Linked DNA regions of Mus musculus: all the other regions are linked to region 1. Evidence: chromatin contacts called from public ChIA-PET, HiChIP or PLAC-seq and promoter capture Hi-C data. All regions are on one chromosome and are shown on one strand. The core of a region is the stretch at or near the end of the contact, and the rest is flanking DNA. Distances in the headings are between cores, read along the strand shown.

Evidence for each region. Promoter capture Hi-C pulls out the DNA fragments that hold promoters and counts their contacts. ChIA-PET counts read pairs in DNA pulled down with a chosen protein or histone mark. HiChIP or PLAC-seq counts read pairs in DNA pulled down with a chosen protein or histone mark.
Region 2: an HNF4G HiChIP or PLAC-seq map of pancreatic cancer cells shows a contact between it and region 1. The contact joins the promoter of Vps29 here to the promoter of Rnf34 in region 1. A contact is called at or near these places in 10 of 39 promoter capture datasets (the 3T3-L1 cell line, the C10 cell line, the HPC-7 cell line and 5 more), 1 of 484 Hi-C or Micro-C datasets (CD8 T cells), 5 of 115 datasets of contacts at active chromatin or transcription factors (bone marrow-derived macrophages, cardiomyocytes, memory CD8 T cells and 2 more) and 3 of 9 other capture datasets (adipose tissue, liver and pancreatic islet).
Region 3: an RNA polymerase II ChIA-PET map of memory CD8 T cells shows a contact between it and region 1, with 5 read pairs. The contact joins the promoter of Bcl7a here to the promoter of Rnf34 in region 1. A contact is called at or near these places in 4 of 39 promoter capture datasets (hippocampal neurons, liver and pre-B cells) and 1 of 115 datasets of contacts at active chromatin or transcription factors (memory CD8 T cells).
Region 4: a promoter capture Hi-C map of erythroid cells shows a contact between it and region 1, with 6 times the contacts expected there. The contact joins the promoter of Gpn3 here to the promoter of Rnf34 in region 1. A contact is called at or near these places in 10 of 39 promoter capture datasets (the 3T3-L1 cell line, the C10 cell line, the HPC-7 cell line and 5 more), 2 of 115 datasets of contacts at active chromatin or transcription factors (epiblast stem cells and trophoblast stem cells) and 1 of 9 other capture datasets (liver).
Region 5: a promoter capture Hi-C map of liver shows a contact between it and region 1, with 2.6 times the contacts expected there. The contact joins the promoter of Wdr66 here to the promoter of Rnf34 in region 1. A contact is called at or near these places in 3 of 39 promoter capture datasets (the SN4741 cell line, liver and neural stem cells).
Region 6: a contact with region 1 is called in a promoter capture Hi-C map of liver, with 5 times the contacts expected there. The contact joins the enhancer-like site here to the promoter of Rnf34 in region 1. A contact is called at or near these places in 4 of 39 promoter capture datasets (the SN4741 cell line, cranial neural crest, hippocampal neurons and 1 more) and 3 of 115 datasets of contacts at active chromatin or transcription factors (bone marrow-derived macrophages, effector CD8 T cells and large pre-B cells).
Region 7: a promoter capture Hi-C map of liver shows a contact between it and region 1, with 4 times the contacts expected there. The contact joins the promoter of Psmd9 here to the promoter of Rnf34 in region 1. A contact is called at or near these places in 5 of 39 promoter capture datasets (the 3T3-L1 cell line, hippocampal neurons, liver and 2 more) and 2 of 115 datasets of contacts at active chromatin or transcription factors (fetal liver and memory CD8 T cells).

Annotation. Positions count from the first base shown.
Region 1 is chr5:122,848,481-122,851,950 of GRCm38.p6, forward strand. Rnf34 (ring finger protein 34) reads left to right here and starts at 1,708. Exons shown (of 6, transcript NM_030564.1): 1 at 1,708-1,818. The coding sequence starts at 1,813. Gm33044 (predicted gene, 33044) reads right to left here and starts at 1,456. Exons shown (of 2, transcript NR_169045.1): 1 at 1,353-1,456; 2 at 970-1,265.
Region 2 is chr5:122,352,548-122,356,017 of GRCm38.p6, forward strand. Vps29 (VPS29 retromer complex component) reads left to right here and starts at 1,781. Exons shown (of 4, transcript NM_019780.2): 1 at 1,781-1,929. The coding sequence starts at 1,927. Rad9b (RAD9 checkpoint clamp component B) reads right to left here and starts at 1,658. Exons shown (of 13, transcript NM_001382853.1): 1 at 1,592-1,658; 2 at 1-67. The coding sequence starts at 1,628.
Region 3 is chr5:123,342,776-123,346,245 of GRCm38.p6, forward strand. Bcl7a (B cell CLL/lymphoma 7A) reads left to right here and starts at 1,673. Exons shown (of 6, transcript NM_029850.3): 1 at 1,673-1,946. The coding sequence starts at 1,855. Gm15860 (predicted gene 15860) reads right to left here and starts at 2,367. Exons shown (of 2, transcript NR_165267.1): 1 at 2,151-2,367.
Region 4 is chr5:122,370,996-122,374,465 of GRCm38.p6, forward strand. Gpn3 (GPN-loop GTPase 3) reads left to right here and starts at 1,513. Exons shown (of 8, transcript NM_024216.2): 1 at 1,513-1,661; 2 at 2,916-3,024. The coding sequence starts at 1,614. It overlaps Fam216a (family with sequence similarity 216, member A), which reads right to left and starts at 1,347. Exons shown (of 7, transcript NM_026883.4): 1 at 888-1,347. The coding sequence starts at 952.
Region 5 is chr5:123,252,234-123,255,703 of GRCm38.p6, forward strand. It overlaps Wdr66 (WD repeat domain 66), which reads left to right and starts at 1,555. Exons shown (of 21, transcript NM_001370840.1): 1 at 1,555-2,525. The coding sequence starts at 1,572. It also overlaps the pseudogene Rpl35a-ps6.
Region 6 is chr5:122,457,152-122,460,621 of GRCm38.p6, forward strand. Atp2a2 (ATPase, Ca++ transporting, cardiac muscle, slow twitch 2) reads right to left here. Exons shown (of 20, transcript NM_001110140.3): 15 at 2,825-3,045; 16 at 2,297-2,499; 17 at 1,297-1,382; 18 at 937-1,070; 19 at 361-478; 20 at 1-275. Among named protein-coding and RNA genes, the nearest start is that of Anapc7, 36 kb to the left of the region's middle. Within about 2 kb of position 1,925, at least 14 of the 459 cell types and tissues checked have an H3K27ac peak or open chromatin away from gene starts, as enhancers often do. A contact at or near this core is called in liver, where this site is marked.
Region 7 is chr5:123,226,571-123,230,040 of GRCm38.p6, forward strand. It overlaps Psmd9 (proteasome (prosome, macropain) 26S subunit, non-ATPase, 9), which reads left to right and starts at 1,620. Exons shown (of 6, transcript NM_026000.2): 1 at 1,620-1,874. The coding sequence starts at 1,737.

The DNA.
Region 1 (3,470 bases), core at 458-2,957:
GCCCTGGTTGTCCTGGAGCTTTCTCAGTAGGCAGGCTGTTCTTGAACTCACAGAGACCCACTGCCTCTTGCCTCCTGAGTGCCAGACAAGATATTACATTATCTCAATAGAGCCTGAAGAAAAATAGGCTTGACATAGTCCAAGGACATAGCATGCTATGGTTTGTTTTGTTTTGAGCCAGGGTCTGACGATGTAAAGTGGCTGGTCTGGAATTCAGAGACATTCACCTGCCTCTGCCATCCTGGGTTTAAAGGCCTGTGCCACTGCACCCAGCTGTATTCGTGTTCTGTCAAAAAGTTCATCTAAGCAGATGTTGAAAAAGAATAGAACAGGGGCTGGCTCAGCGGTTAAGAGCACTTGCTGTTCTTACAGAGGACTTGGGTTTGGTTTCTAACACTCACATAGTGGTTCACAACTGTAATTCAGTTGCAGGGCATCCAACATCCTCATCTGACTTCCCTGATCACTGTACACATGTGGTGCACAGATACACATGCAGGCAAAACCAGATACAAAGAATTTTAAAGTATTATTATTATTATAAGAATAGGAGTTGTCTGGGTCTTCGCTAAGGAAGAAGTAACATCTTGAGCTCTAAAATTTCAATTATTATTATTATTTTATTATTTTTTAAGACAGGGTTTCTCTGTATAGCCCTGGCTGTCCTGGAGCTCACTTTGTAGACCAGGCTGGCCTCGAACTCAGAAATCCGCCTACCTCTGCCTCCCAAGTGCTGGGACTAAAGGTGTGTGCCACCACGCCCGACCTCAAATATTATTTTGAAGTGAGAGAAAGAAATGTAGGAAAACCAACTAATTAAAGCCTTAATCCAGCAAGGCTGAAGAAATTTATACCATCTTTTGCCACTTGTTTTTCTGCCCCGACGTCAGTTTGAAGGGATCATGTGAATTCTTTGAAAGGGTTAGTTAGTACTTGGGTAAATTTGAACATTACATCAATTGGACGCAGTTGTGGTGGAACACATCTTTAATCTCAAGCACTCGGAAGGCAGAGAGGCAGGCATGATTTCTCTGAGTTCCAAGCCAGCCTGGTGTAAACTGGGAGTTCTCTGGCCAGCACAGCCAGGAAAAAATCTTGTCTAAAAAGAAAACCGCACACACACACATACGAACCGAACGACAAAGAATTGGAATTGGACAGCCTTTGGTTCTTCAGCCGTTCTCAGTACATCTTCTAAATGGCTCGCCCTAGATCGTGCTGCCCCTCTTCCTTGAGGAGATCCGAGGTTCTCCTGGTGATGAGATCTAGAACATTCGGAGAATGGGTTAAGCCCGAGAGAGGCCCTGCTCCGCAGGTTAGAATAAAAGCTTCAAACCAACAGTGTTTCCTACTTCACCACAGCTCTTTTTCTGCCTCGGGCCGAGGGAAGCTATCCACCCAAAATAGGAAGCCAATTCAGCCTGAGCGGCTTTCTCTCCGACAGACCGGGCGTCACGTCGCGTCACGCCCCGCCCCGCCCCTCTTCGCCCCGCCCCGTTTCCCTCCGCCCCTCCCCTCTCCCCTTCGCTCGCAAGACTGCGCCCGAAACCCCGCCCCTTCTTCACCATTTCATTGGCTTTGGTGATCGGGCCCCCCGAAGACCCGCTTCGGATTGGTGGGCTCCGCCCGCCGCTCGGCGTCTTCCCGGGGCGTGAGCCGAGCGTGGCCATGCCCCCTTACGTAGGGACGCTCAGTGGGTCTCGGGAGGCGCCGCATTCGCCGCCTTAGAAGGAAGGAAGATCCGTTGTGTGAGGAGGCTGCTATGGTGCTGAGTTCCCCGGTAGAGCCGACCGAGCCGAGGCGGTCGCGGCCATGAAGGTGAGGGGCTGGTGGAGCCGGGAGGCTCTCCTTGCCTCTCCCGTACGCCCAGAGCGCTTCCTGTTTTCCGTCTCAGCGGTTACCCAGAGGGGCTTCGTGAGAGACCACCACGTAGCGGGGCGCCCGGCCCGAAGTGTGTGTGGGGCCCCGACCGGTTCCAGCCGGAGAGGCCAGGCAGCAGACCCTCCCGAGCTCCCACAGCGCCCTCCGGCGTCCTGGCCGAGGAGGCGGCTAGTGGCCCTGCGGTCTCAGCCCGCTGGGCCCTGTTCCCAGGGCCCTGTGCTCTTCTCGGGGTCCCGAGCTTTTTTTTAAGCCGCAAGAGCCTCGGTGTCTCTGGCCATGGCTGTGCCCTCTGCCTCCCCCGAGTCCTTGAGCTAACCCAGACTTCGGGGGGTGCATCACGAGACAGAAGGCATAGAGAGCGCTGCGTGGTATGATGAGGCTAGGACCTGAGTGGCCCATGGGGGGTTGGGGGTGTCCTCCTTCAAGGAGTCCTTCCCGTGGGTTTAAATGTTGTGGCCGTGACCTAGAGCGCTAGACGTGTCTACATCGCCACTAGGTACGCAGCAAGTAATTTGGCAGCCTTGCTCCCAGGTGGGAGTGAGAGCGTGGGAGAATCACTGATAGAAGTTTCAGAAAAGGGCAGGTTTTGTGTGTGTGTATGTGGTGTGTGTGTGTGTGTGTGTGTGATTTTGGCCTACTTAGGGGAGATGAATTTTCTCAACCCCATCGCAGAGAGTTCTAAAGAGGCTGTGTACAGCAGTCAATTCAGGCATTGATTCATTTGCCCAAAATCAAGTCAAATGGCGTGAGTCAGAAGGTGGTGATGTCTTCCCTCACGGTGTTGTATCCATCTCGTGGAAGAAGTAAGTGTGTTGGCTTTGGGCTGCTAGATTGACGACCTTGCACAGAGTGTCAAAGATTTACTGTGGACGATTGAAGAGAGGGTCAAGTGGATAGAGAAATTCAGCAAGTGTTTTGCCCAGCACCTTCACTGCCTTAGTCAAGATGGGGTAGAGGTAATTCAAAATATAATCACCCTGTTTAAGAAAGAGTTTGCCAGTTAAAAGAAAAGAGCCCCTTAAGCATGGTGGCACAAGCCCGTGATCAGCGTTTAGGAGGTAGAGGTGGAGGATTGCTGCATGTTTGAGGCCAAGCAAGTGTTTTCGTGGAAAACCAACCAACAACAATCCCCTGAGAGATAGATCTCAAGTAGCCACATTACAAACTGCAATAATGTAAGGTGTGTGTGTGTGTGTGTAAAAAACTCTCAAGCAAGAAAAATAACCATACCTTCAGTGTTGCGTACCTGTGATCTCAGGCATTTGGGAGCTGGAGGCTGGAGTCAAGACAATTAGTTTTTCACAGGTATTCTTGGCTTTGTAGTAAGTTTGAGTCCAGCTTGCACTGCATGCGGTCCTATTTCAAAACATCAGGTCCCCTGCTGCTGGAATCCTGGCCGAAATTGGGAGTAGGTTAACTTCTTTGTTTTGAGATAGGGTTTCACTGTCAATCCCTGACTGGCCTGGAATTGAGTATGTAGGCTGTCCTCCCTCCTGAATTTGGATTACAAATGTAGGATCTGGAATCAGTGACATTTGAATTGACGTTAAGGATGAGGATATTGTGAAAGCTTTAAAAAATTGTTTAAA
Region 2 (3,470 bases), core at 531-3,030, 500 kb before region 1:
TTCTCGGATGGGTCTAGCCACAGCTCATCGCTCACTCGTGATAGCGTTTGTACTGCTTTCCCAAATACTATGGAGGAAAAGAAAGGTGCGTTCACATTCTTCCCAAGCAGTGAAGACAAACCACAAGACTACTCTTGTATGCACAGGACTCAAGTGAAAACCAGAAAGGACGGTGGGATCCACTGAACAACTTAGTCATGCCTGTCAAATGCAAGTGATTCTTCTGTTGCGTGTTAGCGCCCTGTGGGTCAGACTGCCTGAGATGGAAATAGGGGATTTTAGTTTTACAGAGACAAGACTACTCCTCAATCAAAACACTAGTTATCCAAAATTGTTGGCAAACTTCATCCTTCCGAAACTTCAAGGCCTTTTCCGACTAACCCATTTCATCCTGGCTCTACTAATTGCTCTACGCTTGATCTTGGGCTAAAGGCTGGAAACTAAGTGGTTAGCACTTGCATCCATTCATGGGCTATCCATACGACAACAGCATTGAGCATCTTGGCTTCCAACATGCTAGGCTAGGTTAACATGTTGTTAGACTATAACGATCTCAACTTTGATGCTGTGTCAAGCCTTAGCAAAGTGCATCACTATGAGAGGAGGCACCATGACAGGAATTCACCACACGGTGTCCTAATTGTATGTGATGCCACAGAGCTGGAAACAGTGGTTTGAAATCCTTTTTTCCTGAATATGTCCGAACAATTTCCCGTTAAGTGATTACACTGAACTTTTTGGTCAAGATACACCTGGGAGTTAAACTACTCAGCCGATCCACACAGCGTTTTATAGACTAATTTACATTAGGAAATGCCGTATACCCTTACCTACATACACAGTAAGACTTCAATAAATATGCATCGACATAAAATTCAACATTATTTCTCCTGCAAGCCAATTTCCGTGCTAATGCTCTCATTCATTTTGAGTTCTCCCAACCTCTGAAGGGGGATGGTACACTGGCCCTTCTTTGGTCTGTCTACACACAAACCCGGTCCCCAGCCCAAGCATCCCACCCCCCTTATAAGGCTATGTATTATACAGTTCTCCACACAGTCTTTCTAATTTCTGATCTCACTACATGGACTTTTTATTTAGCCCATGCTTCTAACAACCTCTATCAACGAAGGGGCTAATATTAGTCTCATTTTTCGACTGAGGGACAGAGAGGATTGTTCGAGATTATATATTAAAACAAAAACAAAACCCAACAACAATAAAAAAAATGTCTCCGGCAGAATGTCGAATAAAGCAGCAGGTTGGTTTTCCCACAGCTCAAAAATACTTTTGCTGGTCAAGTATTATTTCCCCCCTTGAATTCTCTCCACATCAGCCCTCCTCAATCCGAGTTTAAGGCCCAATGGCACAATTCTTTTCTCGGTCACCGAATTAAACCCTGGACATAAATCAAATGGAACGGGGCTGGCATGCTCTTCGAAGCCCAGCATGGCCCTCGCGAGGCGCGCTATGGCAGCTTCAGTCGTGGCGAAGAATGGCGGAGGAGGCCGAAGAAGACGATGGATAAACCCTGCACGAGGCGTTAGACTTTTCCCTCTTCTAAGTAGCAAAGCAAGAATGGCCGCTCCACCTTTCACCTGGCCGCCCGTCATCCCGCACTTCAGCATGGCTACGGGCAGAGCAGGCATGGAGGGCGCAAGCGCGCCAGCCGCGGGTGCCCGGATGTTGCCCCCGCACTTTCCGCGAGCTCAGCCTTTCCTTTGCCCCGCCCACGAGCGATTTCTTGCAGCGCCGGGTTTTTTTTTTTTTTCCCTTGACGGGAAATGACCCTTACGGGCCCCCGTAAGACAGGCTCTTGCCAACTTCGCGTCTCATTGGTGGCGGAAGAAGTGGGCGGGTCGACCGAGGAGCCTGAGGAAGAGGGCGGCGGCGTTCGTGGTGATTGAACGGAGCCCTGGTGACAGGATGGTGAGCCCCACGGCGGCTGCTACCCGGGTGGGGCCGGGATGCTGCGGCGTCCGGTTGAGGGAGTGGGGTGGGGGCGCGAGGAGGATCCGGGTGGCCGCGGAGTTGGAACGGGAGGACCGCGGCTGGTTGAGGGTGCGGCTCGGCCTGATGTCGCCCCCTCGCCCCAGCGGCCAGAGGGCGTGCGAGGCGGACCCGGCGGCCGGACCCGGTCACGAGATCGGCTCCGGCAGTCGGTGTGACCGCACGTCTCTTCCCTCCTGGTCCTTCCCGGCTTGCTGGGGGTAGCCGGCCTCGGGGCAGAGCGCGAAGTAGCCGTCGCACTGGCCGCCACTCCGGACGGGGACCCGGAAAGGGGACTGCTCGTCTCCTGTGGCCGCTGCGGCCCCATTGAGCGATGTCGTGGGGATCGTTTGGAGCCTGCGGAGATGCGCGGGGTTGTTCGGAGAGCCTTAGCTTACCCAGTCTGCATCAGACCTTTAGGCCCGTCCCCCCCAATAGATTGCTGTCCCTACGACTTTTCTGTGCAGACACGTCCTTGTAATCCGATTTTCGAAGGCACTCTTTGCTCTCTAAAGTTGGGGGGGGGGACTGCTGTTTGTCCTGATGAAGGTTAAAGTGAAGGCACCTCACTGGCTGCTGGGCACGCGTTGCGTTTTTCACAGATTATCCTTGTGCAGACAACCTTTTAAAAAGGTGGCCTAGCAAACACAGAAGTGGATGCTCACAGTCAGCTAATGGATGGATCACAGGGCTCCCAATGGAGGAGCTAGAGAAAGTATCCAAGGAGCTAAAGGGATCTGCAACCCTATAGGTGGAACAACATTATGAACTAACCAGTACCCCGGAGCTCTTGACTCTAGCTGCATATGTATCAAAAGATGGCCTAGTCGGCCATCACTGGAAAGAGAGGCCCATTGGACATGCAAACTTTATATGCCCCAGTACAGGGGAACGCTAGGGCCAAAAAGGGGGAGTGGGTGGGTATGGGAGTGGGGGTGGGTGGCTACGGGGGCCTTTTGGTATAGCATTGGAAATGTAAATGAGATAAATACCTAATAAAAAATGGAAAAGAAAAAAAAAAAGGTGGCTTTATAAGCCGTTCCAAAGGTATATGCTTAAATTCACTGGATTTTGGCATCTAAAAGAGAATTATTTTGCTTTAGACTCCAGTTTAAAGTAGACTAGTTCTTTGATGGCAATTTGGAGACACTTGCAAGGAAGAAGAATTTGCTGGAATGATTGCATATTCATGTCTCTGAAGTCGTTTTGAGGGGTGAACGCTTATGTTTAAGGGCAGTTGCTATGCTGGGCATCACGTTTCTTTTAAATTTTTATTTTGAATTTTTGTGTATGTGTCTCTACATGAGTTTATGTGCACCAAACAAGTTCAGGAGCTACTGGAGACCAGAGGGCTTCGGATCCCCCGGAACTGGAGTTACAGGGAGTTGTGAGGTGCCACGCGGGTACTGGGAACCAAATCCGGGTCCTTCAAAGATCAGCAAGTGCTTTTTAATTGCTGAGCCATCTCTTCCATCCTAAGT
Region 3 (3,470 bases), core at 423-2,922, 490 kb after region 1:
ATTTAAATACACACACACACATACATATATACACATATATTCTATGTGGGAATTGTGGTGTAGCACTTGCCTAGCATACACAATTTCTGCACTAAACAAAAATGAATTCCCTGGGGTCCAAGCACATATCTGATGATCAAATACAGAGGGTCAAATGCATGAGACTTCGGATTTATGGCACATTTTTCAATCCATCACAGAACGATTCTTTGACATATTTGTGGGGTGTGTTATTTTGTTTTGAGACAGGGTTTTCTTTTTGTGGCCCTGGCTGTCCTAGAACTCACTACTATGTAGACCAGACTGGCTTTGAGTCTTGAATACATAGAATCGGCCTGCTTCTGCTTCCCAAGTGCTGGGATTAAAGGTGTGTACCACCACTGCCTGGCTCCATTGTTTTGTTGTTGTTGTTGGTTTTTTGCTTTTGTTTGTTTTGGTTTGGGTTGTTTTTTTGTTTTGTTTTGTTTTAAGACAGGGCCTCACTATGTAGTCCTGGAACTACCTACATAAACCAGGTTGGTCTTGAACCACAGATCTCTACCTGCTTCTGCCTGGAATTAAAGGAGTGGGCTACCACATCTGATTGTTGTTCTTATTTTTAAATTTTCGCTTTAGGACCGTGCGTTTAAAGTGGTTAAAAGAAGCCTGGGGGAAATTTCCCCAGATTCTCACACCCATTTCCCCACTAGCTCCCTCTACCAAACCCCTGCAACCCCCCCAGACTTCAGGGGGAGATGCTTGGTACTAGAATCATGGCAGTCACAGATGAAGGTCACTGCTGCAACCTTCAATAACTCCTTGACTCAGTTTGTCCATCTGTGAAATGACTGATGTTGCGCTAGTTCCTCTCCAGGTAGCAGCTCTCTCACTTCAGGTCATCTCTTTTCCCAGCATTCACGTGGACAAGCATTCGCTCTGGTCCAGTCTGTGTAGCCGCAACTGCACACCCACCTGTCCCTATACTGGGTGACCGCGGTAGATCCTGTCACCCAGCTCTGTCCTAGGGTAGGGAGACAGCCTCTCATAAGTCCTTCTGTGTTGGGCCAGTCTAGTTTACCTGCTGCTCCGGGTCATTACACTGCACTTCCACCAGGAGCCGTTTAAGATTAAATTGTCATTTTCGGTCAAACCCCAGGGAGGTTGATCCGTGACTGGGACAACTTATCTCTAAGGGAAAGAAAGCCCAGAGACAATGTCAATTGCCACCGGGTTCGGGCACCTTTCCTACGACTCTAGTTTAAGCATGGGGAGGAGACGTTCTAGCTCGCACATTTTAACAGGGCAGCTGGCCAGAGACCGGCGCCTCAACTCTTTCTAAGATCACCTCGCGTCCCGAACCGCCGCCTCCAACTCTTGAGAACTCAAACGCCCGACAAGAAACTTGCACGATCGCGCCCGCGGCCACCAACCCGAGCCAGAGCACCCACGGCCTGCAGTCTGCCATCCCCAGGGTGTGTGTCTTGGGGGGGGGAGGGGCCCCCCATCGCACCTGCGGCCTCTGGGTGAGTCCTGGCGCGGGCCCGTCCCGCGTGCTGGGAGGTCGGGGTTACCCGGGAGAGCTTTCCCAGAGTGAGGTCCCCGAGGCTCCCCGGGGAGGGCGGCGGCACCCGGAGGCCGCACTGCTGGCGGCCGCGCCGCTCCCCCTCGCTCTGTGCAGCTGCCGCCCCGGCGCTTGCGCACTGGGCCCCGGGCGCGCGGCGGCACCAGGCTTTGTGTGTGCGCGTATGTGTGTGAGTGTGTGTCTGTGCGCGAGTGAGAGAGCGGGCGAGTGTGGCGAGCAGGACCCGGCGGGCGCGCTCCCCCAGCCTCCCTCTCTCTCTCTCTTTCCTCTCTCTCTCCCTCCCCGCCAGAACCATGTCGGGCAGGTCGGTTCGAGCCGAGACCAGGAGCCGGGCCAAAGATGATATCAAGAGGGTCATGGCGGCTATCGAGAAAGTGCGCAAATGGTAAGCCGAGGCGCCTGCTCGCTCTCTCGCTCGCCCCGGCTCGCTGCACCGCGTCGCGGCCGCCAGCAAGCCCGGACCCAGCGCGTAGAGCGGCGGGGCGCAGCGGCCCCGGGCCCGGAGTTGGCGAGGGCGCGCGGCCGGGGTCACCTGCGCCCCGCGGGGGCTGCGTCCGCTGCCCAGGTGTGCTTGGCGCCGGTCACCCACCTGGCGCGGCGGCGGCGAGAGCGGCGGCGGCGGCGGCAGGAGCCCGGAGCTCGGAGCTCGGCTCTCGGGAGAGGGGGGTTCGCAGCCGGCCCCAGAAGCCATTTCGTTTTTTTGTGCAAGTCACATGAAAGCGGCTTCCCGCGCGCCGGGGCCGTGATGCCGGCGGCGGCGGGCAGAGCGCGAGCTCCATTGTGCAGCGCGGAGCGGGCCGCCGTCTCCTCCCGGGGCGGCGCGGCGCCGGTGTCCCCCCCCCCCAACACACACACACACACATACACACACACATCCTACGCCCCGACCCGCCCGCAGCTCCCCGCCTCCCAGGCCTCGGCGCCCTCGAGTCTGCGGAGTTTGCAGAGCGCGAGCCGTTTAAATTTAGCGCTTTGGGCAGCCTGGAGCGAGGGCTCCGGGCGAGGAAGGAAGATGGGGGCGAGCGCTAGGAAGGCGGTGGCGCGGCCGGGGCGCGGAGCACCCACGGCTCCCACGCGCTCCGCGCGGCACCCGAAGCTCGGGGAGCGCGATGTTTGCATCCAGAAGCCAAGTCCTGGGCCGTGTCTTGCCTCCTTCTTGCTGGAGCTGGTGTTTGTTTTGCGGAGAGAACGAGCGACCGTTGTTTTTGTTCTCTGCACTGGGGGAGGAGGAGACCGCGAGATTCGGTGTGGGCCGTGCGTGTTTTTCAAGCTCAAATTAGATCCTGCCCGGCGTGGCCTCGTTATAATTAGTAGGATGGAACATTTTCTCGGCCCTCGTCGGGATCTGACACCGAGGCGGCCCCAGAGGCCAGGCCTGAGGCGCCAGTAGTCCACCACCAGGTTGGGTCAGACTTGTTGAAAACTCCCTGCTCCCTGATTTTAACTTTATTACGGTTTTTTTCCCACGGCTTCATCTGGGTCCGAGAGGGAGAGGAGCAGCTGCGAGGGTGTCCCCAAGTGTCAGCAGCCGCTGGCTGGATCTGTCCTTTATAGGAACTGGCTAGGCTCCACTGCAGGCTGGGTTGTTTTTTTTTTTTTTTTTTTGGGGGGGGGGGTCATTTCTTGAGTAACGCCTCTGTTGTTGTTGTCCTTTTTTTTTTTTTAAACACTACTGGGGACCTGTCTCCGGTTTGATGGTGTCACAAGTTAGCTGTCCTTTCAGAGTGAAACCCAACAAAAAAGGCAACGAGAAAAATCAATAAAGTCCACGTGCTCCCGGGCCTCCTATGGAAAGGGCTGTCTGCGGATGGCCGGATGCCCGCCGTGGGCTGGGTTTGGCTCCAATGGGACAAAGAATTTTCACAACCGTGAGAAGGGGAGGCTTTCCAAAGTTGAGATCCAAGTCCTG
Region 4 (3,470 bases), core at 263-2,762, 480 kb before region 1:
ATACAAGTGCTCTACTACCACCAAGCTGGATCCCTAGTCTAATATTTACTTTACCAGAAAGGACTTAGGTAAATCTGGTCTCATAGCGTCCTAGTCTAATTCTACAGTGAGATCAAGCCTGTAGTTTGCTTGGTTCCTGTACTTAGCCACATGATATCTTTCTTGTTCTTTAATAGAAGTAATTTCTGTCCTGGAAAGAACAATTACGTTGTGCTGGAACTAGTACGCTGGTTTGTTAATTGTTTCCAATCATGGATCTGGTCTTTTTACTTTTTTCAAAAAATGAAATTGATTCCTGTAGCCGGGTAGTGGTGGCACACGCCTTTAATCCCAGCACTCGGGAGGCAGAGGCAGGTGGATTTCTGAGTTCAGGCCAGCCTGGTCTACAGTGAGTTCCAGGACAGCCAGGGCTACACAGAGAAACCCTGTCTCGGGGAAAAAAAAAAAAAAGTCTTAGCACCAAATATATATTTACAATAAAATGTACATTTAATAATAATGTACTTAATAAACATAAATATATTTTTATTTCATGGCCACGGATTCAGATTCTACAAGAGCCATGATTGTGGGCCTAGTTGGATCCCAGTCATCCCGCCTCTTGATTTTTTTAAGGAAGGAGGCCAGGAGGGGGACAGGGAAGCATGGCATCCAGCTGTGATATCAGAAGTCAACTGTCCTCAGCCATCTAGGGGACAGTTAAAACCTTCCCAGGCCCGAGGCGGCTGGACCCTCGGCTCCCCGCCAGGTTAGGAGCCCGAAAGCTCAGTCTCTGTCCTGCTCCGAGGCCGCCTCGGCAGCCGAGCCCCGCTAGAGCCCGCTCCCCCCCCCCCCCCCCCCCCCCCCGTCTCGCGCCTCCTCGGCAGGGGTTCCCAAGGCCGCCTCACCCTTCACCGCCTTCCGTCCGGGCCAAGGCGGGCGGCCCCGCGACCCCGGGCCAACGGCTCGGCATCCCGTCCACACGCGTGCACCACACCGGCTCTGAGTCGGCGGCCTCCGGCTCTCCCCACTCCGACCCTGCTCAAGTGGCCGCCGGATGGTGCGGAGGAAGACCCGAGTTCCTGGAGCTGTAGACCCGAGGGCGGAGGAACCTCAGGTAACCAGGCTCCTGCGCCTGGGCATCTCTCGCTGACAAGGACGCGTCAGGGCAAATCCATCCACACGCACCCTAAAGCAAGTATTCCTTATCCACCTCAGTATTCTAGACCCTCAGAGGACCTGCAGACCTTCGGTTGTCACCCTATGTGTCAAACCCAAGCACCGGTGCTGCGGCCCGGGGGCGCGGAGCGTAATTCGCGATCCGCTATCACCTAGGCAACCGCCTTCGCCGGAGGCCCAACCGATAACGGCTCTCGGCTCTTTCTCTTTCTCTCTCTGCGCACGCGTGAACGAACTCGTGTCCCCGCCTCCTCTCTGAGCACGGCACGCGTTTCGGAAGGCATTTTGGCCCTGGGGACGCTCCGTAGTCTATGGTGTAGTAAATACCCGTGCTGAACGAGCGATCTGTGGTTGCGATTGGCTCCTACGCACATTCCCCGGAACGCCGTGGCTGTCGCGCGAAGGCTGAAGGGAGTGTGGCCGTCGGCTGTGTGTGAAACCCCCGGAGAGGCGGCATGCCTCGATATGCGCAGCTCGTCATGGGCCCCGCGGGCAGCGGGAAGGTGAGCCTGGAGGAGCTGCGGTGCGTGGGTGGCTGGGCTCCGGGGAAACCCTGGGTATACGGCTTCCTGCTCTCTGCTTGTACCTTGCTTTTTTTTTTTTTTTTGTTTGTCTGGGAGTGATAGCAGCTTTAATAGCTCTTGAGCGGCTTGAGAGAGGGCTGAGCGCTCAAGAGCTTGTTCTGTCCTCCCAAAAGACTTCAGTTCTGTCCAGCACCCAGACAGAGCTGCAGGACACCTTTGCTCCAGGAACTGCCCTGGTCGTTCCAGGTGTCTTCATATCCATTCTGTGTGCTTGATCCTATACCCATTCTACAGATTACAAACACAGAAAGGTTTATTTTGTTCAAAATCATACGCTTACTTAGGTCCGCCCCGGAATCTGAGTCTGGGTTGTTGGTCTTTTTGTTTTTTTGGTTTTTTTTCCCCTGTCTAATTCCAGACAAGGCCCCCTGCCACGCACCCAGTATGGGGTCTTTTCTTCCCTTTTTCTCAGAAGTTTGGAGTATGGGTTTCAGATAAGTTTGTAGATATGCACTGTTTGTGGGCATTTTTTTCTTTTTCCTTTGAGACAGGGTTTTTCTGTGTAGCCCTGGCTGTCCTGGAACTCACTCTGTAGACCAGGCTGGCCTTGAACTCAGAAATCCGCCTGCCTCAGCCTCCCACGTGCTGGGATTAAAGGCGTCTGCCACCACTGCCTGGCTCTAGTTTTTATATTTATTTTTTTTGTGTGATACAGTGTTTCTTTGTGTACATATTAAGAGAATGATGCTAAGGACACTTAAGCACAGTAGAAACGGCAATGGTGACATTTGAGGGATGCCTAGAGTCTATAGAGGTGTTTGTATCATTTTAATATTTAATAAATACAATATTCAGAGTACTAGAGATGGCTGTGTGACTCCACAGGGCCTGTCATCTGATCTGGAAGGTACACAGCTCACCTGTCAGTTACAGTGCATCTGTATGGTGGGGCTGTCCTAGGTAGAGAGAACAGGCTGTCAAAAGGAAGCGTGGAGCGTGGAGGAGGTCATTTCTGTAACCTACGTTAATTTGTAGACTGTGTTAAAGAAACATCCTGAGCCCACGCCCTGCATCTAGATCTGCAGCTCTGGTCTCATCGCCTTCCCAGGGTTTCCCTGGAGGTGCAGTTTGGCTTGGGTGGACACTGGCTCAGAGAGGGGAGAATTGTCTGGGCATGTGGAGGGCGGTACGCTACTGCCTTGGGTGCTAACCCCCCACCTTGTCACGTTACAGAGCACCTACTGTTCCACCATGGTTCAGCACTGTGAAGCCCTCAACCGATCTGTCCAGGTGGTCAACCTGGACCCGGCGGCAGAACACTTCAACTACCCTGTCATGGCCGGTAAGTCCCGGCAGGGCCACCTTCTTCAGGCACCGTAAAGCTCAGAAGGCACTGGAAGCCGGCTGCTCAGTTATTCACGTGCTCAGCCCCGGGGTGAGGAGGAGCAAGATGAGGCCACGGGCCATTTCATGGTGGTGTTTGTGGGTGTGGATGCCATGGCCTCCTTTTCTGGTCTTTGCTGGGAGACTCTAAGGTGAGCGGGCTCCTGCCTCCCTGCCTTTCCCTCTGGTCCCCTTGTTGCTTACTCTGGTGAGTTGGGGGTAAGATGGTTTGTCCACAGTAAATAGCACCTGTGCTGGCTTAAAAAAGGTGAGGCTCAGCCGGGCATGGTGGCACACGCCTTTAATCCCAGCACTTGGGAGGCAGAGGCAGGTGGATTTCTGAGTTCAAGGCCAGCCTGGTCTACAAAGTGAGTTCCAGGAAAGCCAGAGCTACACAGAGAAACC
Region 5 (3,470 bases), core at 305-2,804, 400 kb after region 1:
GGGTGCGGCTCGGGTTGGGGTCCGGGCCAGGCAGCGGCAAGGGTGTGGGACCTGGGAGGTCCCCAGGAAAAGAAACTGGTGGCTCCTGGACCTCGTGGTAGGATAGACTTGCGCACCTGTGGCATTGCCCCCGCCTGGGTGTGGAAAATGTCAAAGTGGCATTTTTTTCAAACAAAAGAACTAAATTCTAGCTCTGTCGTAAGTCGTGCCTCCCAGGGCCACAAACTTTTTCATTTCCTTTTCCTTTTCCTTTTCCTTTTCCTTTTCCTTTTCCTTTTCCTTTTCCTTTTCCTTTTCCTTTTCCTTTTCCTTTTCCTTTTCCTTTCCTTCCTTCCTTCCTTCCTTCTTTCTTTCTTTCTTTTTTTAGAAAGATTGTGCTGGCCTAAGAACTCGAGTGATCCTCCTGTCTCTACCTCCTGAATCGCAGTATTACAGACATGGGCCTAGCCCCCTGCTCCCAAACTCTTGCTTCATGTAGGTGCAAAATGAGAGAATGTATCAGAGGAATTAAATTTTTTTAAAAAATGATTTTATGTGTGAGACTGTTTTGTCTGCATGTATGTATGTGTACCACCTATGAAGTTCCCGCAGAATACAGAAGAGGGTGTCAGATCCCCTGAAACTCAAGTTACTTATGGTTCTGAGCGATCGTGTCATGGCTGGGAGTCAAACCTGGGTCTTCTGAAAGGGCAGCCAGAGTGCTCTTAATCACTGAGCCATCTCTCCAGCCCAGAATTAACTTTCTTTCTTTCTTTCTTTCTTTCTTTCTTTCTTTCTTTCTTTCTTTCTTTCTTTCTTTCTTTCTTTCTTTCTTTCTTTGCACATACCATGTTGAATGTGTTGATTTGGGAGTTAGTTTTCTCTTCTGGCCATGTGTTTCCCAGAGGAGGGGGCTCTGTCTACCTTAGACTTAGGGTCTCACCTGCCCCAGAGGTCTTTAAAACTCTCAGGTTCTTTGCAGAAAACTATTGCTTTTATCCCCATAGTACCTGATATCCCCCACCCTGCTTTTTTTTTTTTTTTTTTTTTGGCAAACACTTTGGGTGAACCTGTGTTGAGCATTTGACATGTATTGCCCCAGTCTGCAAATCATGTGAGAATGTAGGATTATCATTTTTATTTTTTTGCCTGTGAGCAAATTTGAAGAAAGGGTAAAATGGCTTGCGTCTAGTCACAGAACGAGGCTAGCGGAAGTTGGAGAGGAGGGAACCTTTAGCTGGCAAGCTTACACTTCAGTCATCAGCCCATCTCCCTCTCTTCTTCCTCCCAGCAGGGTTTTGCAAATGCTTGCCTTATGCATTTTGTTGCCTGTGGGAATATGAATTATTTAAAGTGAGAAGACTCTAAGATCAGTCCTAGAAAGATGGGAGGCCCTGGAAGTCAATATTTTAAAGATTTCTGAGACTTGAGCTGGGCTTTCCCAAGAAGCTGCCATTCTTTTCTTCCCACAGGAAGGGACCAGAGCTGCTTCTGCCCATTTCGACGTGTTAGCACCTCAGGAAGCCGGCACAGGAAATAGAGGGACCTGCTGAATCTACGTTAAAATTTCTGTAGCGGAAACTACAGAAGAAATGTCAGATACAGAAGAAAACCCCCTAGAAGAATCAAGAGAAAGTGGAGAGATGGAGGAGGAGAAGGAGGAGAAGAAGGAGGAGGAAGAGGAGGAAGAGGAGGGGGAGAAGGAGAAGGAGGAGGAGGAAGAGGAGGAGAAGGGGAAGGAGGAGGAGAAGGAGGAGGAGAAGGAGGAGGGGAAGGAGGAGGAGAAGAAGGAGGAAGAGGAGGAGAAGGGGAAGAAGGAGGAAGAGGAGGAGGAGGAAGAGGAGGGGAAGGGGAAGGAGGAGGAGAAGGAGGAGGAGAAGGAGGAGGAGGAGAAGGAGGAGGAGAAGGAGAAGGAGGAGGAGGAGGAAGAGGAGGGGAAGGGGAAGGAGGAGGAGGAGGAGGGGAAGGAGGAGGAGGAGGAGGAGAAGGAGGAGGAGGAGAAGGAGGAGGAGAAGGAGGAGGAGGAGGAGGAGGAGGAGGAGAAGGAGGAATATAATCCAAGTTTTGAAGAAGATGCTCTGCAGCAGAGCCTAACTGAGGGCTCACTGTCATGGGAGGAGTCTCAGGAGGATGGAGAGGGGCTGGAGGAGTGGGTGGAGAAGGAGGAGCAGAGAGAGGGAGAGGAAGTGAGAGGGGAGGAAGAAAGTGAAGTGAGAGGAAGGGAAGAGGAAGAGGGATGGGAGGAAGAGAAGAGCGGTGAAGAGGAAAAAAGTGAGGAGAGCGAGAGAAGTAAGGAAAGGGGAGGTGAGGAAGAGGGCCAGGAGAAGGAAGAGGCGGAACATGAGGGGGAAAGGGAGGAGGGAAGAGAAGAGGAAGAGAAAGAGAAGAGTGTGGAGCGGGAGGAGGAGGAGGAGGAGGAAGATACTGAGACAACTGAGACAAAAGCTGGACGAGCCAAGGAGGAAAAGAAAGAGAAGCAAAACAAAACAGCCCTGGTGGACAATATTGTCATCAGCCATGAGCCACCCAGGTCAAGCTCCTCCCTGGTGAGTCCTCCCCAAGCTCATCCACCCACTTACTCAGAATCATCCTCCCTGGTGAGTCCTCCCCGAAGCTTGTCCACCCATTTACACTGAATTGTCTGTCGCTTGGTGCTTGGCATGTGCCAGGCTGTGGGAGTACAAAACCAAAGTGAGACAGTCCCGAGGTTGGAGAAACAGCCAGGCCATTAAGAGCCCTAGCTGTTCTTACTGAGGGCTGAATTTTGGGTTCCCAGCACCCATGATGAAATGCCTTATAACTTTAGATCCAGGGAATTAATTCAATGTCCTCTTCTGGACTCCTTGAGCACCTGCACAACACACACACACACCACATAAATACACACATTAAAGAGAAGAGAAAACCATATGCTAAGTTCAGTAATTTTGAGATGCCTAGGAGGGTGGTTTAATCCAGTTTGGAGGCAGGTCAGTCCAAGCTTCCATGAAGTGTGTACCTAACTTGTAAAGGGTCAGTAGGTCAGCTGAAGGTCTTGGGACTGAGTTCCTGTGATATAATAGTGTGAATTTCTCACAGCTTGCTCCCCCCAAGAAAGAACCCAGCCCTGGTCCAAGGACAAGACTCCTAGTGGTGTTTCCAAGAGCCTACTGTGTGGCCTTTGGTGGGTGGGTCTGTTAGGCCAAGAGTTAACCTGAACACAGCCTGGATTCATTTCTTTAGTATAAAATGTCCCAGGCTCCCTTTTGTTTATTTACTCTCCATTAGTTTAAATCCGGGATGGGTACAGCATCACACGGATTCTGTGTCCAATGGCCTTTGCAGGAAGGTTGCTTCGGAATTTGGCACGAACCATACCGCTGTTTCCGTGGGCCCGAGTTACCTTTCCCCAGATCACTCTGGTTTTGTTTGGTTTACCTCCAGGAGTCACTGTATTGTTTTTTGCTTTATACACATAAGCACATCTCTTGCCTAAGTAGAACTCCGTTTCA
Region 6 (3,470 bases), core at 675-3,174, 390 kb before region 1:
CAAGACCAGAACATATCGCTAAAGTTAGTGTCTGTGCTGTAGACCCAGACCACCAGGGGCATAATGAGCAGCACAAACGGCCAGGAAATGCCATCGGTGCATGCCGACAGGGAGCAGGAAGATTTGGTGGCAGGCTGCACACACTCTTTACCGGGTTGTTCCAGGTAGTTTCGGGCCACAAACTTGAGCGTCTCATCCATGAGGATCACAGGCAAGGAGATTTTCAGCACCATCAGCCACTGGGTCAGATTCAGCGGTGTGATCTGGAAAATGAGCTGAGACAAACAAGGCTGGGTCAAGCTTCTGGCCCTGCCTGAAAGGAACTACCCCAGACCCCGCCCGGGGTCCATCATGACTCACCGGCAAAGGTTCCACGTAGAGGATCAAGAAGTGAAGTGACATGGACAAGCAGATGGAGCCCACGAGCCAGATATTCTCCCAGGGGGGCATCCTCAGCAAAGACTGGTTTTCAGACAAGCTACAGGTGAGAAGAGAAGTGACCTCACCAGAGGCAAAGGCATGCGTCAGTGACACACAAGCAGGCAAGGGTTTAGTGATGCTACTGCCTGCTGACCTAACTAACTCTAAAGGCCTGCTTTCCCCAGTGCGGGGAGCTGGAGGCTTTGGTGCAGCAGGCCCATCTCAGCAGGCTCAAAGCTGCTGGTGATGACCCAAGGTAGAGCCATTTGGAAACTTGTGTCCATCAGTGGCTTGGTTAGATGGAACTTCTTGTGCTCCACTCTCTAGGGTACAGGCATAGTCTGGATTGCTGGTCCCATTCATACACCCTGCCGCATCAGGAACCCATGATGGGGACAACCCCCACTGTTTCCTGGGGAACAATAGCTTAAAACTATGTCATTTTTTGTGAGGGAAGAGCTATCAGCCATGATTTTCTCATAAACCCTAGGACCATAGCCTACAAGATCCACTAACCTGTTGAGGGCATTACACATCTCTATGGTTACTAGAACAGAAAGTGCCATTGTCATTGGATATGGGGACTCAAAGATTGCACAATCCACTCCATCGAAGTCTGGGTTGTCCTCCTTACACTGTAGGAAATGACTCTGCAACAAAGTCCAAACATTCCATCAGCCGGGAGTACTTCCCAAATGTAGATGCCAATTCCACACTGAGTTCAAGGCCCAACACCAATACGGAATACAGCTCGGCAGAAGCCCTGGGTCTTAGAGCTACCTGAGGCAACTATCTGACCCCAAACCACAGAAAAAGACCAAAGGTTACAAGAATTCACTCTACTACACAGGGCTTTAAAAAAAAGTGGCTAAATACCAGCTGGTAGAAGGAGACTCTTGGACCGCCGTCAGCAGCGATGAACCACCATGCAGCAGCACCCACGGTGGCAGCGCCAACATAACCTAGAAACAAAGCTGCAGGTTACCACACTGGCCAGAGCAGCTGACTACAGACAGGGCGTTTCTGGTCTAAAAAGGAAATAGGCAATGTCTCTAGAGTTTGTGAGGAAATGTTCCTGCTGACCCCAGCCCACGCCCTGCACTAGGTGCCACAGAGCTAAAGAGCAAGTATAGGCTTCAGACAACAGGTGGAGGTCAGGCCCATCCATCCCAGCAGACAGAACACACAAGGAACTGAGGAAACCAAGTCACACCAGTCTATAGGCAAACGGAGGTGACCTTGTTGGACACTAGGTAACTGCACTGTTCCAGGTATGGCCAAGCAGAACCCTTTCAAAGAACTGCCATTACAATGCTGGCCCCCACCCCTCAGCACCAGAGTTAGGTCTAAGGCAGAGGCCATTCCTCATCAATTTCAGGAAATTTGCAAAGCTGAGACTGGTTTATCCACGGTCAATCACCTAACCAACAGCAGAGCACACAGCTAACCTGGAATTACAGTGGTGCACGAGGGCACTAGTTTAAAAGACAGGGAATGGAAATTTTTATTTGCCCAAAGGGCAGCTGGTCCACGAGATACTGTGAAGGCCAGAGGAACTGGCAGCCACTCTAGATTGTATGCTCTTTAAACTGAACTATGACAAAGAACGGCATTAGCCTCTGCTAGTGGACTCTTCTTGTCCCCTAGTTGGTAATAACCCATTCAAGTCTCAGCCTGGCGCTCGCAACAGGGAAGGGCTCTGGCATGCCTTGGTATTTGCATCACTCTGAGCAAGGGGAAAATATAAAAAGCCTGATGTCTAACTGTTGCTTCTCTATAACCCAAGGAAGGACAGGATGCTTGTTCAACAGAGGCTTTCAGTGGGTGACCTGCACTGCACACAGCATCCTTCCACACAAACAACAACTGTACTTACAGCCAATAGCCAGGTAACGGAAAAAGAGCCACCCGCTGATCAGTGGTTCTTTTGGGTTCCGGGGGGGTTTGTTCATGATGTCCAGGTCTGGAGGATTGAACCCCAGCGCAGTGGCAGGCAGACCATCTGTCACCAGATTGACCCAGAGTAACTGGACAGGAATTAAAGCCTCAGGAAACCCAAGGGCTGCCGTCAGGAAGATACTGTTTCCATCCAAGGGAAGAAGAGAAAAAACTCAGTGAGTTTTGGAACTATGGAAATAGCTTATCTCCCCAAGCCAGGAGCATCAGACAACATCTAATCTAAGTTCATATGAAACTTTATTAGAGGACCAAGACTTTTATGATTTTAAACTACCATTTTAAGAATATTTTCTGCACCACTGGTCAGCTGCAGACAAGTCCCATGAGATTTCTCTCCTCTCAAGCCAACAACCAAATTTGTCCTAACAGAAGCAGCAATCTGAGAAAGCTCAACACCCTGGCCCCAGCCTTGAAAGATACTGTTTAGTTCCAGTCAGACACCCACCAGACCACTTCCCCCACGTTGGATGAGATGAGGTAGCGGATGAACTGCTTCATGTTGTTGTAGATGGCTCGCCCCTCCTCAACAGCAGCCACAATGGTGGAGAAGTTGTCATCTGCCAGGACCATCTCAGAAGCAGTCTTAGCCACTGCAGTCCCTGAGCCCATGGCAATCCCGATTTCAGATTTCTTCAGAGCAGGAGCATCATTCACACCATCACCAGTCTGAAAGGGAAGGTGCAGTTGATTCAGATACCACCCATGTGGCACAGCTCTAGGCAGAGGCACTGATGCAGGAGGAAACGGGACAGAGCAGTAGCTGTGTCAAATACTTTACCAAGAAAATACAAAAACAGCCATGCAAGCTTAAAGAGTCATATCACAGAAAGGTAGAACTAAGGAGACTGGACATCTGCTTATATTGCCTTATACCAACACTCAAAACCTGAGAGCCATTTGTGGTGGGGCCACATAATTTAAGGTCATTTACACACCTCAGACACATAATCACACTAAGTATTGCTTACAGGTTAAGAACATGCCTTTTTCATTTGGTTTTGTTTTTAGGCACAAGATCTCACTAGGTAGCACAGGCTTGCCTCAGTCTAAGTGCCAGGATTATAGGCACACGTACACTGTTGTGTCGTGTA
Region 7 (3,470 bases), core at 370-2,869, 380 kb after region 1:
CTCTACCCCACACCCCAGTTTCTATGTTTACCTACATTTATAGAGGCCTGACACAGTTTCATATTCTTTACCACTTCAGTCTTGTGGGGAATTCATGAGAGGAGACTGCTCAGATAGAGTTTTAATCTGATAGTCTTTATTAGTGAGCCAGTACAACACTAAGTGTTTGGGACCCCAGTGGAGCACTGAGCCTTTTTCAGGGTAAGCTTTTTGAGCACAAAAACCGGGTCCTGGGGTGATATACCTTAGTTCACAAGAGCAATTAGCCAGGAGCACAACCACTGAAGCCAAAAAGCAAGGTTCGTGCATGGAGAGACTTTCCCACAGCTGTGGACTTGGATGGCTTCCGGCTTTGTTTTAGTTTTGGCAGGTGGTGCTGTCTGTGTGCTGTGTTTTCCAGCCTGAGTGGTACTTTCTTTATGGAGTCGGTTGTACTAAGGTCTGGGGGCCTGTTACACCAGCACCTCGTGACAGAGGTGAAAGTCAATAAATACTTGGACACCCTTAAGAGACACGTTGCTAGGGTGTGTGTACTCTGATCAGGATCCAAAGGGAATAAATTAGTAAATAAAAATGAAAAAAAAGAGCGAGAGATATTACTGTTAGTGTCACACAATAAGGTCAGAGAGCAGAAGGTGAAATTATTTAAGGTCACATGGAATATATATAGTCGGTGTTAATGGTCCAACTTTGAACATAGGTTGTACCATGAGGATCCCCAGCCCGAAAGTGGCTGGGGATATAGCTGAGTTGGTAGAGTGTTCCTGATCCCCAATATTTCATAAACCATACCTGGTGGTACATGCCTGTAATCCCTGCCTGTGGAGGGAGCAGATGGAGTATCAGATGCTCAAAGGCACTGGGCACACTAGGTTATAAAGAAGGAAAAAAAAAAAGGTCTTGAAGTTTTGATGAGGATAGGTTGAGGGAGGTGCGAAATGGATAGAATGGGAGTGGGGGGTTAGAGGGTGTCTGTGATCATGACAATAAGAAATAGAATATTCTAAAAACTTGGGGAGAGCTTCAAGGTCGCCTTCATCTACACAATGAGTTAGAGGCCTGCCTGAGATGCAGTAAATCTTGTCTGGAAAAAGAAAAAGAAAAGAAACAGAAAACAAAAAACAAATCGCTTGAAAGCCTCTTTCAAACACTCAGGGGCTTCGTAGATGTTAAGAACTGAAGTGTCAAGGTTGGCAAGACTGGATCCTCTTACATTTATACAGCTGGTATCCAGTTTACTCAGCCTTCAGATGAGTGAATGAAAAAAAGTGTAAGCCAGATGTGGTGGCTTTAATCCCAGCACTTGGGAGCAGAGGCAGGAGGATTTCTGAGTTTGAGGCCAGCCTGGTCTACAGAGTGAGTTCCAGGACAGCCAGGGATACACAGAGAAACCCTGTCTTGAAAAACGGGGTGGGGTGGGGGGGTGGGGAAACGGACGGATGGAGGGACGGGGACAGAATGAAAAAGAAAGGAATGAACAAGAAAAGTGGAAATGAGTCAGGATAAAGTGGGAGTAAATACCTATGTCCTCTATGGGCCTATTTATCTCTACCGGGTCATCTGAAAACCACGTGGTCTATCTAGCCGGTGACCCCGCCCACTTCCAAGCTCCACCCTTCATCTGTTTCCGTACTTGCGCGTTGGCTGAGCTGTTTTGGCCCCGGGGAGGACCCGTAGCCTCAGCCTCGGCTGGCGTCCGTAGCCGGGAAACCCAGAACTCTAGCTTGAGGTCCGCGATGTCGGGTGAAGACGTTCCGCACCGGGCAGAGTCCTCCGAGGCCCGTGCGGCCGCGGTCAGCGACATCCAGGATCTGATGCGACGCAAGGAGGAGATCGAGGCGGAGATCAAGGCTAATTACGACGTCCTGGAGAGCGTGAGTGTGGCGGGGAGGCCTGCGGACGAGGCTCGGGGTCGCTGCCAAGCAGTGTCCTAGAGGGGGTCTTTGCTGCGTGCCACACGCCCCTTTAAGCATTTTTTCTTTACGTGGGATTAATTTTCATTTTCGGAAGCATTAACTTTGCATTTTAAAGTTTTTTGTTTGTTTGTTTTTAACGCAGCCCCTAAGCTGGCTTCGAACTCGTGATCCTCCTGCTTCATCTTTCTGAGTGCGGGAATCGCGGGCCTGTGCAACCATGATATAGGCCTTAGTGAAACTGCCTCGGTCGCAAGGATAGACTATTTGCTGAGGCATAGTGATAATCGCTACTGTCACTTTCTGTAGGTGACATTACCAGGTTTGGCCTCGCCACCCGCTTTTCTTTAGGACTTTATAAATGTCAACTGGGAGAATTAATTGGGCATCTTGTTAAAATGCACGTTGTAGCCAGGGGAGGCATCCCTATTTAAGCCCAGCGTTTAGAGAGTGGAGGCAGGGGGATCAGGACTTGAGGGTTATTCTTGCCTACATAGTAAGCTCGAGGCTGTCCTGGGTTATATTAGACCTTGTCTCAAAAAAAAACCAAAAAAAAAAAAAAAAAAAAAAAACAAAAAAGAAAAGTAAAAATGAAATGCAGACTCTAATTGGGATAGGGAAAAGACTCTGGATTTTAAGAAAACCCTCACCTCTGCTAATTGCTCTTTTAAGTGGAGCCAGATTAAGCACATTGTCTTTACTGTAAAAGGGGAAACAGGGCCAGAGTGGAGCCAATGCTTGCCCAGTTAGGAAGGGGGAATGGTTGGCTCTGTGATCTGTTTACCTCCTAAGCAGATATATTTTTCATAAAACCCCAAGTCAGTGTATAGAGGAAGGGGAGGCTAAATCACACTCATTGCTGGGCACAATGACATCTGGGTGATGGGTGCCAGATGACGGTGTCATATAGAGGTTCTACAGGCCAGGTAGGTGCTGACCATGTGCCTGAAAGGTACTATCTTGTATGTGTGCTGTGCCAGGAAACTGTCACAGCAGTATTGTTAACTTGTGTCCCTGAAGCTCAAAGGGGCGGAGTCAGGGGCTGGAGAGATGGCTCAGTGGTTTAAAGGCACTGGCCATCATAAGGACTGGAGTTGAGATCCAGAATTTACTACTGTGTAAGTTCACACGCCCGTGGAGACGTTTAAACAGACACAAATCTCTTTAAAGAAAAAAAAACACAAAAACCCGTGTGTGTGTGTGTGTGTGTGTGTGTGTGTACACATATATCTGTGTATGTATGGATACACATATATGTGTATATATGTATGTGTATATGTATGTATGTATATGTGTGTGTGTATACACATATATCTGTGTGTGTGTATGAAAGGAGAAGTCACTTGTTTAAAGTCACAGGCCTCCGGCTTGGTAAAGCTTAAAACAGATAAAAAGCAATTTTTTGTTTTGTTTTGTCTTGTTTTTCGAATGAGAGTTTCTTTTTGTAGCTCTGGCTGTCCTGAACTCAGAGATCCACCAGCCTCTGCCTCTCAAGTGCTAGGATTTAAGGCGTGCACTACCATCGGCTGGCAAAAAGCAATTTCTTAAACTGCAGTA